2 separate regions of the Anas platyrhynchos genome follow, and region 2 is linked to region 1. Evidence: chromatin contacts called from public Hi-C data. All regions are on one chromosome and are shown on one strand. The core of a region is the stretch at or near the end of the contact, and the rest is flanking DNA. Distances in the headings are between cores, read along the strand shown. Region 1 overlaps LOC101797418 (guanine nucleotide-binding protein G(t) subunit alpha-3). Region 2 has its middle 220 kb from the start of CD36.

The links. Hi-C and Micro-C count contacts between places; a contact is called where the count stands out from the background.
Region 2: a contact with region 1 is called in a Hi-C map of subcutaneous adipose tissue, with 4 times the contacts expected there. The contact joins two enhancer-like sites. A contact is called at or near these places in 6 of 8 Hi-C or Micro-C datasets (F1 follicle, F5 follicle, liver and 2 more).

The regions. Positions count from the first base shown.
Region 1 is chr1:11,482,282-11,488,533 of IASCAAS_PekinDuck_T2T, forward strand. LOC101797418 (guanine nucleotide-binding protein G(t) subunit alpha-3) reads left to right here. Exons shown (of 9, transcript XM_072028538.1): 9 at 156-2,776. The coding sequence ends at 346. Among named protein-coding and RNA genes, the nearest start is that of CD36, 76 kb to the left of the region's middle. Within about 2 kb of position 3,785, at least 1 of the 8 cell types and tissues checked has an H3K27ac peak or open chromatin away from gene starts, as enhancers often do.
Region 2 is chr1:11,629,747-11,635,385 of IASCAAS_PekinDuck_T2T, forward strand. No RefSeq gene overlaps it. Among named protein-coding and RNA genes, the nearest start is that of CD36, 220 kb to the left of the region's middle. Within about 2 kb of position 1,450, at least 2 of the 8 cell types and tissues checked have an H3K27ac peak or open chromatin away from gene starts, as enhancers often do.

The DNA.
Region 1 (6,252 bases), core at 2,535-5,034:
GCTTGAAAATAATCCCCACCTTCTGCCCCCCCCCCACCCCAAAAAAAAAAAAAGAAAAACAAGAAAGAAAAAAAAATGTTTCTTAGCAGCTATGAGGAAGTACATGAGTACAAGTTGTTACATGTCTTCTTGCCTCTTACTGTCATCTCCACTAGGACTAAATACATTTGAAGATGCTGGAAATTACATCAAGCAACAATTCCTAGACTTGAACATAAGGAAAGAAGACAAGGAGATATATTCTCACTTGACATGTGCCACAGACACCCAGAATGTCAAGTTTGTTTTTGATGCGGTCACAGACATAATAATCAAAGAAAATCTGAAAGACTGTGGGCTTTTTTAGCCATTCATTTCCTGACTTGTAGCCTGATTTCAGGTCTGTACCCTTTCTTCTGTACATCTGGCTTGCTGATAGAGAGAAAAATCAGTAGGGAAGAAACAATACCCTTCAGGTTTTCGTTAGCTGTCAATTGAAGCTTTGGGTATAGCATGAGTACTGCAAAACAATACAGACTTTCTATATGTCATAAAAAGACTGAAAAATATATGCCTTCTTCAGAGATGCTAGCCACTGATAAATTCTGCCGGAATCAAAGTGGAAATCCTATTTTACTCATGTATTTTACTCATTTTAAGGTAATCAGCACTTCTCAGAAAACTGGGGGAACCTCAGTATCTTATAACCCCTCTCTGTAGGGGGGTTAAAAGGATAATACAAAACAGAGATTAGATAATTGTCATATCTAAAGCCTTAAAAAAAGCTATACCATCAAAAAGTAGTATCAGTAGATAATTTCCATTCATTGCTCTTGTGTTTTCATGTTACATTGACAATAAAAAATGTCATTCCATAAGTTTAACAGAAGCAAACACACAGACTTTACTGTCACATGACAAAGAGCAGTGCAAATCTGAATGTCTAATTACACTGTTTTGATAGGAGAGTTGAGGGACACACATACATGTATAAAAACTGCACATATACAAAATTCATAAATGCTGCTCACCAGTTTAGAGAAAACAAAAATAAACAAACAAATAACAACAGCAATTAAAAAACCCACAGCAGTAGGATGGAGGCAGATGGTAGGTAAGTTTTTGGAATCACTGAGGGACAAAAAAATATTACAGTAACTGTCAGTCTTTGCATATTCTACAAAGGCAAGGTGAAACATTTTTAACAATTAGATATTTGACTTTTTTTTTATGATTATTAATTATCCTACTGCTGAACCTCTTTAGTACCCTGTGATTGCAGTAGTCATCTCCACCAGTGCACAGCATATGTGACCCCCCTGTACTTGAGGCAATAACATATTATTAGGAGTTTGGTGAAGAAATCCATTCTCTATGCAAAGAACTTGTTAATGAAGAACTGCTCCCATTACACTTGATTTACTGTGACTATAACAACAGAAAACATTTAGCTATGGTAAACAAAATGCAAGTTCTAAATATATTAAACTGAATTTTAAAATTTGGTCTTGCAGAAACATTCACTTTTGAAATCTGAGAAATGAATTTTTTTTTATTTTTTTTTTCAGTTTAGTTTTCATTAAATATATTTTGAACTCATTTTCATCATAATCTTGTTATGCTCTGGTTAATCTAATTATAAAAAACACTAGGACAGGCAACTTGGGCACTGAACAACAGAATCCTGCAAGCACTTGACTTAATCAAGGTTATCAGTCTGTGCAGGTCTCCCAGCACAACTTGGAACTTTGTGCTAAATGCTACAAACAGCACAAATCTGGAGGTAAAGCCCCACTGTGAAACCATGTAATGACAACAACACTGGAAATTGTAGCCCAGTGTCTCACTGAATTTTAAGACTTAAAAAACGTTGCTACTACCTCCTTGTTTGAACAGACTCCCAACATGACTAGTCTTTTTGTCACTGTCCATCTGGAAATCAGCTGTTTAAAAAACAAACACTTTTGATTCAGTGGCTTAGTCTTGACAGTAATGAGAATAATTTTGATGGTGTGAAGTCATGGAAGTCCCCAGGTGGATACCAGGGACTGGGACATGTAGTCTTAACTGAATCCCAACTGAAGAGCTAATAGTGGAAAAGTTTACTGCATTCTACCAAGAACGTATTTAGCAGTTGATAATAGAGGAAAGCAATTTATGTTGCTATTGGTAAAATTGTATGTGATCTATATGCAGATACGTAAGTAAAGAAAATGTGAAAAAATAGTGAGAGCTTAAGTCAAAAGTAACAGAAGGCATTATTAGGCCTTGGTTCATGGAGTAGCACCTTGACAAACACTTGCCAGACTAAAGGACTGTCTCTGACCACTTGATTTTGAAAATTGTGTACACAAAACCTTAGCTAGAGTTGTGCAGAGAGCTGAACCAACATGTTGGCTAAAACACAATTTGTACTGGTTAGATTTCTATTACTGCCTGATCTGTAATGCCCCACTTGATTAATTCCTAGTTTATATTGAAAATAATGGAATTCCAATGAAAAGTGTCTGGATTCATTTCCAGCAATATATCTCATTTAAAATGAATAATTTGAAGTGTGGTGGCATCAACATTAATTTCTGGACGTCTTTGTGGCATAGTAAAGTTCAAGATCTTTAAGAGACAAATTCATAAACAAACACATCTCTGAAACATTTTCTTCAAATACATGCCTTAGAATTCAGATGGACTTTACACTGTAGCTTGAAAGTTAATACATGTAAAAACTGTATTAGTAATAACTGTATCCTACGTCACAGTAGGCTGACCACTGGTAGAAATAAAATACTTAAACATACTGGTGTGAACTCTCTTTTTTTATATATAAATTATTGCTTATCGAGTTTCTGGAAAGTAAGTGACAGATGAGCACTGTACTTTGTGACCCTCCAAGAAAAATTACTGTGGGTAGTGTCACTATAATTCCTGTGCTGAAAGGGCTGGAGGACAGCATAGGGCACGCAGTGAGTGACTTGAGTGCCCCGTTCTGCAGAGAAATCCAGTGGCTGTTCAAATGCCATCATGCAAAAAATCTGATAGCAAAAATGCTGAGAAAAACCTGGAATCTGAATTCTGTGGATGGTGGGAGAGGCAGGCTTACACTATCACAACCCAGGGCCCCGCTGGTAGCAGGACTGCAAGTTTCCCTGCAGTGGAAACATAAGATGTGATCTTTCCCACAAATCCTTGTACACTTTGCCAACCAGCAACAGAGTTCTTTGAGGGAAAAAGACACAAAGACATGTCCCACCTTGCCCTGCCTCCCATGCAAATTCACGATTGTGTATATTTTACCTGAGGCTGATTTTAAGCCCAGCCAGCCACGGGCCCAAGGGTCTTCCATTGAAACCAGCATGTCCAGACGTGGCATAGCCAGGGAGCACTGGTAGCTGGGAACGCATACCCTGCTCCGTATGCTGGGGTCAGGCCAATAGAAGCAGGTGGCTAAATCCCCAATAATCACTTAATTCTCTCTTTTAAGGGGCATAATTTATGCTATTGACAACCACTGTGGCATATTGATTTGCAGTTCATCGAAGAGGCGGTGGCAACCGACACTGGGGGAACGCTGACTGTCACCCAGTCTAGACAAGCTCATCGGGGTGCCTGCATCTGCTCATAGGACACTTTAGACAAAACAAACAAACAAAACAAAACAACAACAACAACAGAGTTAAAGATGGATATTAACGATTATATCAGCTGAGCAAGCGGGGAGAGGCCGGAGCTGAGAGGAGGCAGCGCGGGGCCTGGGGCCTCCTTCAGCCGTGAGCGGCTCCACAGGGGGCCGCCAGGGGGAGCCATAGCACCGCTGCTCCAGCCCTGGTGCCTTGTAGGCCGAGAAGGCCCGGCCCGGCCCTTGCGGTGTCTGTAGCTCGTCCAGCACCGCTTTTTATTTCTTCCTGCAAACGCAGACAGAGCTCTAGTGCCTCAGGCAGTCAGGGGAAGGACAGAGAGAGGGAGTTCTGTGGGCTGGTGACAAAGTGTTCGTCTTTATTTTCATTTTTATGGGAAGGCTTGTGAACTAAAAGCCGCCCCAGAGGTGTGGCGGAGGAAGGGAGCATACATGGCATGTTTGAGTGTCACCGTTCTCACTGAGGTGCACTCCAGTTCACTGGTGTCCTCCGGTGTCCTCCGGGGCTGGGTCATTCCAGCAGAGAGCTGTGTCATTCACTGGTCAAGGCTGGCTCGTCCCGTAAGTGCCTAAGTCCATTAAGTATCTCCAAATTTACCTTGGAGTCACTGAGCATCTAAATTCAGGCACCAGCTTGTGGTTAGCAGGGCCAGATCTGCCATGAAAAATACTTAGCACTGATGCTTAACGTGGCTGTCAGCCCATGGGGGCCTGAACTCTGAACCCAGGGCAGACCAAAAAGTGAGATAGGAGGAGAGCTACAATAAACAGGCTGAGGAAATAGTTACCTACCATGTGTTTTTTGCATTTTAGCAGATTAGCAGTCAGATTATTCACATGGTGGCACCTCCATTTCTAGGCTCTTCCTAAACAAAAGATGTTTTAATCTACAACCACACCCCAAAAGGGGGGGGGAGTGCAAATTTGCAAATTGACCTTATTACAGGGCTATGAGGTATGACAGAGAGAAATTACCCTCCCATTTTTGTTGAAAATGGTTATTTTCACCAGAAAAACAAAGAAAAGAAATTCAACAAAAAGAAGAAATTTCAACAAAGAGAAGAAATTTTGGGGACCAGATATAATCACAAAACATGGCTTCCATGGAAAAAAAATATAGACAACGGGATCCAGAAGGTCATCCCTTTGAATTTTCACTTTCCATAGAAGACACTAAATAGAAAACAATATTCCAAAACCCCAAGCCTAACTTCAATTCTTTCCTTAGATAGAACTTGGGTGTGTGAGCCTGTACTTTCCAAAACCCTAGGTGAAACTCTGATCTTGGTCCTACCTCATTTCAAAATGTAATGGTGGGCATGAGACAGGAACCAACAAAGTGTTAAGAAAAAACAGTTTTGATAAAAATGACACAAATCCTCTTCCCTGCTCCAAGACACAGTAAGGACCTGGGATCCTCAGTCTGTACTTTCCCAAATTCTAGCCCTATTCCTAGTTTTAACTATCCTTGCTAGAAATCAGGTCCAGTCTTTGAGATGTGAATGACAGAAGGTAAAACAGCACTTTAAACTGCTATTAGCGCTTTTCATTCTCCTGAGTTATTGATACATTGAGAATTTAGATTTCTCAAAATTGTTCATGTCCAAAGTCTAATCCTATCTTCACTACTGTACATCTACTATCCTATCTTCAGTACTGTACGTTTCAGAGATGCAAAGATACTATCATTACTATCACTACATAGTGTTTTTTTTTTTTTAAAAAAAATGAGAACTGGATCCTTTGGAATCTCTTCTCCATCTTATTGTGCCCTATGTAGCCCCATGTATCTGTAAATAGTGTCGCTGTTGCTGATAACAAGCCACAGGTTTTGTATTAATTTAAAACAGTCCTGAGGGCTTGTTAGGTTTTGTCTGTACTAGTCTCAGCTAGCTTGGTACTTTGTTTCAGCTTGTTTATCTCTAACAATTGTTTAATGAGCAGGGGTCTCATCCCTTATCTGTTTTCATTTTGCTTAGCTTTATATAATTGGTGTAATACCTGTTGCTAAAAGTTTTTATATACATGTAAATAGGAATAGCAAGTAATTATACTGTGTAGAACGATTTATGACCCTAGATTAATGATGAAGCGTAAAGTAAAGCTGCAGAGTGATAAAAATGGCTGTAAAGGTTTGGGCATAGGATGATACCAGAGGCCCTTGGGCTATCATTAAATCACCATCAAAGGTACTGCAAACCTAGGATCTGGGCAAAAACAGTTTTAGGGATAAGAGAAAAAACAAGTGTCTCATGTATAAACCCCATCACATACATGTATAGTAAAGTTAGATGTAATATAAGAATTGCATTGCAAACCAAAAAAGAAAAATCAGGGTGTAGTCGTGATAAAAAAAAAAAAAAATGTACCCAGGTGGCCTCTACAAGTGAGGAGGAAGCAGCCGTCAGCATCAACATCATGTTTTTACTAGCAAAGAAGAGGAAAAATCCACTACCATGAAAATCATACTCCTCCCAACAAGCATCTCAGGATGACAACTTTCTATCACACCTCTTACTCCAGGCAAAATCCATCAACATTAGTAGATAGGGAAGTAAACCTAGCAGATCAAGCAGTGAAGAGGTAAATGTAGCACCAGAGAAAAAGCACTAGATACCAGAAGGGGTTTTTTTTGTTTG
Region 2 (5,639 bases), core at 200-2,699, 150 kb after region 1:
GCAAATAAGGATGTTTATTTTATGGTTCTTCAAATAGATTATTTTATGACATCTGTAAACTGTTAAACACTATTTTTTTTCTTGTACATATGGCAAATCAAATACCAGTCGATCATTGAGTTTTAATGTGGGTTTGAGGCAGGTGGCATAGAAAAACAAAGCCATGGCTGTTATTTTAATCAGTCTCACCTTTTTGGGAAACAGATGGTATTTGGTTTGGCTGAGTGAACCAATATATTTCTGAACTGACTTTAATGATCAATCTGTGCAAGTTGATTTTCAACAAATTATAGGATCATAGGATAATTCGAGACCTTGGGAAGTCTGTAGTTTGACCTATGGCTCCAAACAGAGTCAGCTCTGGGTTCAGACCAGGTGGCTCAGGACTTTATCCAGTTAGGGTCTTAGAAGCCTCCTAGAATGGAGATTGAAACACCTTCTCTGTGCAGTCTGTACTATTGCTTGATGATCCTCCTTGAATCCTTTGAGCGTAGAGGCCTGTTCAGCATTTTATTATTAATGTAGTGGTATAAACCCTTCCTTGTTGCCCATGATATCCTTTGTAAATCTCAATTCCATCTCAGCTTTGGCTTTTCCAACACCACACATAACTTGCCTGAGCTATATTTCTTGCAACTCCATAGGCTGGCTTTTTCACTGAAACACCATCACAAGTTTCTCTGGTCAGCCAAACCAGCTTCTTGATGTACCTATTTATTTTCCTGAATATGGGTGTGGAGGATTATGTCCTTAAAGACCCACCAGTTTCCTGGGCTCCTCTACATCTTGGATCTGCTTCCCATGGGATCTCACCTGTCAGTTTCCTGGATAAACCAAAGTTTCTTCACATCCAATAGCCCACTGCTGCTGTCTTAACTCTCTCCCCACAGGATACCAAGCTCCATAATTTTATATTTGCTAAAAAAAAAAAAAAAAAAAAAAAAAAGGCTGCCAAAGGTTATCTAGACATGTTTGGGTAATCCCTAACCAGTTCTTCCTGTGACTAGCAGATCCAGCTGTGCCTCATCCCTGGTGTTTCCATCCAATACCTGGATTGATGAGTTATTTCTGAGGGACACCAGAAATCTTATTCACTGGGTTCTGATGTGTTGCCTTTCCAGCAGATATCAAGAGGGTTAAAGTCCCCCATGAGAACCAGAGTCAGTGACCAGAAAGATATTAGAGTTGTTTAAAGAAATTTCTGCCACCCTGCTTTGAGAGTGTGGAACAGCAACCCAGCAAAAACCTCTCTTACTGGTCTCTCCTTTGATCCTGACCCACAAACTTTCCACCATCCACCTGTAGGAGAACTCCATATATTTAACCCACAGAGGGCAACCCTTCCTCCTTGTCTTCCTTGTCTGTTGTTTGTGAAAAGCTTGTATTCTTCTGTTGCTCACTCCAGTTGTGGAAGCTGTCCTAAAGCATCTCAGTTATTTCAACGATGTTGTGGTTTTGTAACCACATGCCGAGCTCTGGTTCCTCCTGCTCCTTTCCCGGGCTGCAGGCTTTGTATACTCTTCAGTGGATGCCTCTTTACTCTGTTTTACTTATTCTGAGGTCTCTCTTGTCTTTGTCACCCTTTGCTTTCCAACTCTGTCCACTGCTACCTCTCTTAACCATGACGTTATTTCTCTGCCTTGTCATTTCTAGTTTAAAAACTCACCAGGTTAGCCAGGTTGTTGATGAGCCCCTCTTGACTCACTTCTTCAGGTAGATCCCTTCTCTCCATATCAGTCCTCAATCCTCAGAGAGGATCCAGTGTTTTTTAAAGCTGAGTCCCTATTGATGATGCTACTTGCACAACCAGGTGTTGATTTGCAGGAATCCCTGCTCCTCAAGCATTTTCCTTCACCAGTACCCATCACCTGGGTACCCATGCCTTTTACCGCCATGCCTGAAGCCATGTAGTCATTACCCAATCATTGCTGAAATTAGAACTTTATCTTTGAAATATAGCTCAAGTCTGAGATTCTCAGAATTAAAAAATACAAGATTATTAGAATTTTAGGACTTTAAATAATTTTCTGTATTTTCTATCCAAATTTTATCAAATATCAAACCTTGAAAAATCAATTACTTTTAAGTAGGTCCAATCATATAAAGCCTTTAAACTTAGATCACTAAGTGCATGTTTTGTCACTAGTAATTCTTGATAAACTTCATTTTCTTGTGGATTTTATAAATAGGAATAATATTTCAGCTGTCCTTGTAGGTTATAGACTGGAACAGTCTGTATCTGTTTGTAGCATGCTGTCCCTTGATTTTGATCTTGTGTAGTAGAGAAAATTGATTGTTCTTTTAATAAAAAATGACTTCTCTGTTGATGAAATACCTTTCATTCAACAATCTAGGAAAAAATTGTCTGCCATGGTGAAGGCCATTCAAAAGGGAAATTAAATGTTTCCATTGTAGCTTACATTTCAGATCCTGGAGCTTGAACTTCAGCATGCAATGCAAAATAGTTCTCAAAGGAATCCTGAACTCCTCCTGACTTAATACTTTGTGTTTTCTGTCTTAAAATACAGTCTCCAGTGGGAATAATTTGTTGCAAATTAATTCCATGATTTCACAACACCTCTGCAGTACCATTTAGCAGTATCTTAGCTTCCTATTAACTCCAGTAGTGAGTGGGCTTTTTTTTTTTTTTTTTTTTTTTTTTTTTTTTAACAACAGTATTTGTTCTGAGTGTTTTAATTCTTTTCTCTAATTACCTCCACTGGTAGAATGGCCACATTGTCAAGTCTAGCAAAGATTTCACAAGCATTCATTGTTTGCACAAACAGAATGTAATCTCAGCTATAAAATGCTACTTGATTAGACAGCCCTGAATGAAATATTATACTTCATATTTTGTGTTATTTCCATTATTTTTTTTTAATGCATGATGTTCTGAAATATGCAGAGCTTTTTGTGTTTCAGGTTTTATACATAATATTTTATAGAAATTCAGAGTTACAAAGTGAACATTTATCTTTGTAGGTTGTAAGCTTAGAGAACCATATGGCAAAAAGTTAGGAAACCAGCAAGGGTACCTTAGCAGAGAACAAAATACACATTCTTCTGTAAAATATTCATTTGATATCAGGATGTGGTGGGTATGAGAGGTACAGGGCATGAGGAATAAGGAAGAACATATTGCATCTAAAATTTCATCACTGTATGCAAAAATACATTTTGCTCCAGCCAGCAGTCACAAGTGGATAAAGCCCCCATTTTTATTTTATTTTATTTTTTTTTTGTTTCTTAAAACAAAAATTTTGTGCTTTGTGATCTTCAGAAGAGCAGTAACCAAAGAACCTATCAAATCCGTCTGGATGGAGATGAGAAGTGCATGTTTAAAAAGAGGAAGGATCAGTGAAAGAAACAGTCTGCATGATTGTGAGAGGACTTACACGAGCCTTTGCAAGCAATCACAAAATGTTTGCTTTCCTTCCAGTGCAGAAAGGACCACACTTGTTCAAGAACTAATGCACCCCCAAAATTCAGAAACAATAATGTCCTCTTCTTATAGGTGATGGACTCCTAATGTTGTTCGCAATAAACTGAGGCTTCTCATATATCCATTTACTCAGGTATTGAGTCCTGGGGTTCAGTCACCTACAGCTCACTACCCTGCTATTACCAGCTTCTCTGGAGCTAACCTGAAGACTGCACCCTCCAAATCCTCGGTAATTTTAGGCTGCTTACTCAGGCATAACTCAAGCTTAGACTTTCCATGTATGAAATTATCTGTCTCAGCTCACTCAGCTTTATGGCCTGGTGATCTAACTAATGTAAATGTCTTCAACTGTAGTAAAATATGAAGGTGAAAAAGATGTTTAGGTCTGCTCATCGGTTCTTCCATTAATCACCCTCTGTCTCTGCTGGCTCTTATCATTCTGCACTGCATGGACTGCTGTCTCTGATTATCCTTCCTTTTTATTATTTTCTTATTATCCTTCCTTTCTTTCCCCCTGTTCCCCCTTTTGTTTTTTATTCTTTATTTTTTACTTTTTTTTTTTTTTTTTTTTTTCCCTTAAGCTCTCATTATCCTTCTTTTTTATCTTAAGTCTCAGTCACCAAACCCACAATTCTGGTAAAAACTAGTAGTTTTAAAGTATTAGTTTTCATTCAAAAAGCAGTCTTACAGCAGGATTGCTTTATTTTAATGGCCATCTTTCTAATAGCCAACACCCTTGGAAAAAGCTGCTTTTGTCCTCTGTGCTTTAAAAAGAATAATTTTTCATGAGTAGAATTGCCTATGAATTCTTTAATATGCAAGCTTTATGAAAAGCCAACATAAAATGCTGAGCAGCAGAGAATACTAAGAAAGACTGGATTATGCAACATAACGAAAGGCAGTCAGAAGACCAAGGGTTTATTTGGCCAATGAAAATTCTAAGCTGTGACAAAGTTAGCCAAAGTATCTCCATGGCTTAGGATAGAAAGGGCATTCCTCCACAGACAGTCATGGAGAAGCAAGCTACAGTACTGTTATTACCTCTGTTCCTCTTATTTTATGCATTTTACAACATTTACAAATGTGGGACTAGCTTAACATAGAGGGTAGCAGTCTAGTATTTTGATTGTTTCAAGAGAAAGCAAAGCATCTGAAGTAAAATTAAATGAAACGTACAAAATACCTATATTCATATATAGGAAACACATACTCCAATACAGTGATTAAAAATATATGAATCCAAACCAGCTCTGTGGCATCTCAAAATAGTTAGACATAAATCTAAGAGAATTTAATGTCATCCATAAGAACAAATTGGAATTTTAATTTTTATTGTCTTTGCCAATGTCTGTTTGCTCAGCCTCTGTTTGATGTTTTCCAAACTACACATCTGCAGTTCCAGATCCTCAACAATTGCTAGAGGGTTGCTATAAATAGGCCCACGGGCAAAGCAGAAAATGCTTGAGATCTAGCAGCTACTTTTGCTTGAATGAGAGAACACTGATTGCGAGCCATAGCTATAATCTTGACACTCTTTGTTAGCATACACTAAACCCTTCGTCCTGGAAAGAAAGTTTCCTCATGCAGCAGTTTCCAAGTCAGCACCTATAGCAAGTGTGTGTCTTTAAACTCTCACACCGTCTCCTGCTTGTTCATACCATAGGGAAGTGAGCTGAGCCCCTACAGCTGGTATTGTGACAATGTCTTTTAGCTCTGTTTTACCTACACAACACTAATACAGATGAAGAAGTAAACCAAGGTGACTATACATAATCATAGAATCATAGAATCATTTAGGTTGGACAAGACCTTTAAGATCATCTAGTCCAACCACTAACCTAGTACTTCCAAGTCCACCACTAAACTGTATCCCTCAGTACTACGTTATATGTCTTTTGAATTCCTCCAGGGACATCTCCACACAACCACTTCCCTGGGCAGCCTGCTCCAATGCTTCACAGTCCTCTCAGTGAAGAAATTTGTCCTAATTTCCTAAACCTCTCCTGGTGCAACCTGAGGCCATTTCCTCATTTTATCACTTATTGCTTGGGAGCAGAGATAGACCCACATCTCACTACAGCCTCCTTTGGTGTAATTGTAGAGAACTATGAGGTCTTCCCCAAGCTTACTTTTCTCCAAGCAAAACAACTCCAGCTCCCTCAGCTGCTCTGCATAAGACTTGTTCTCTAGACCCCTC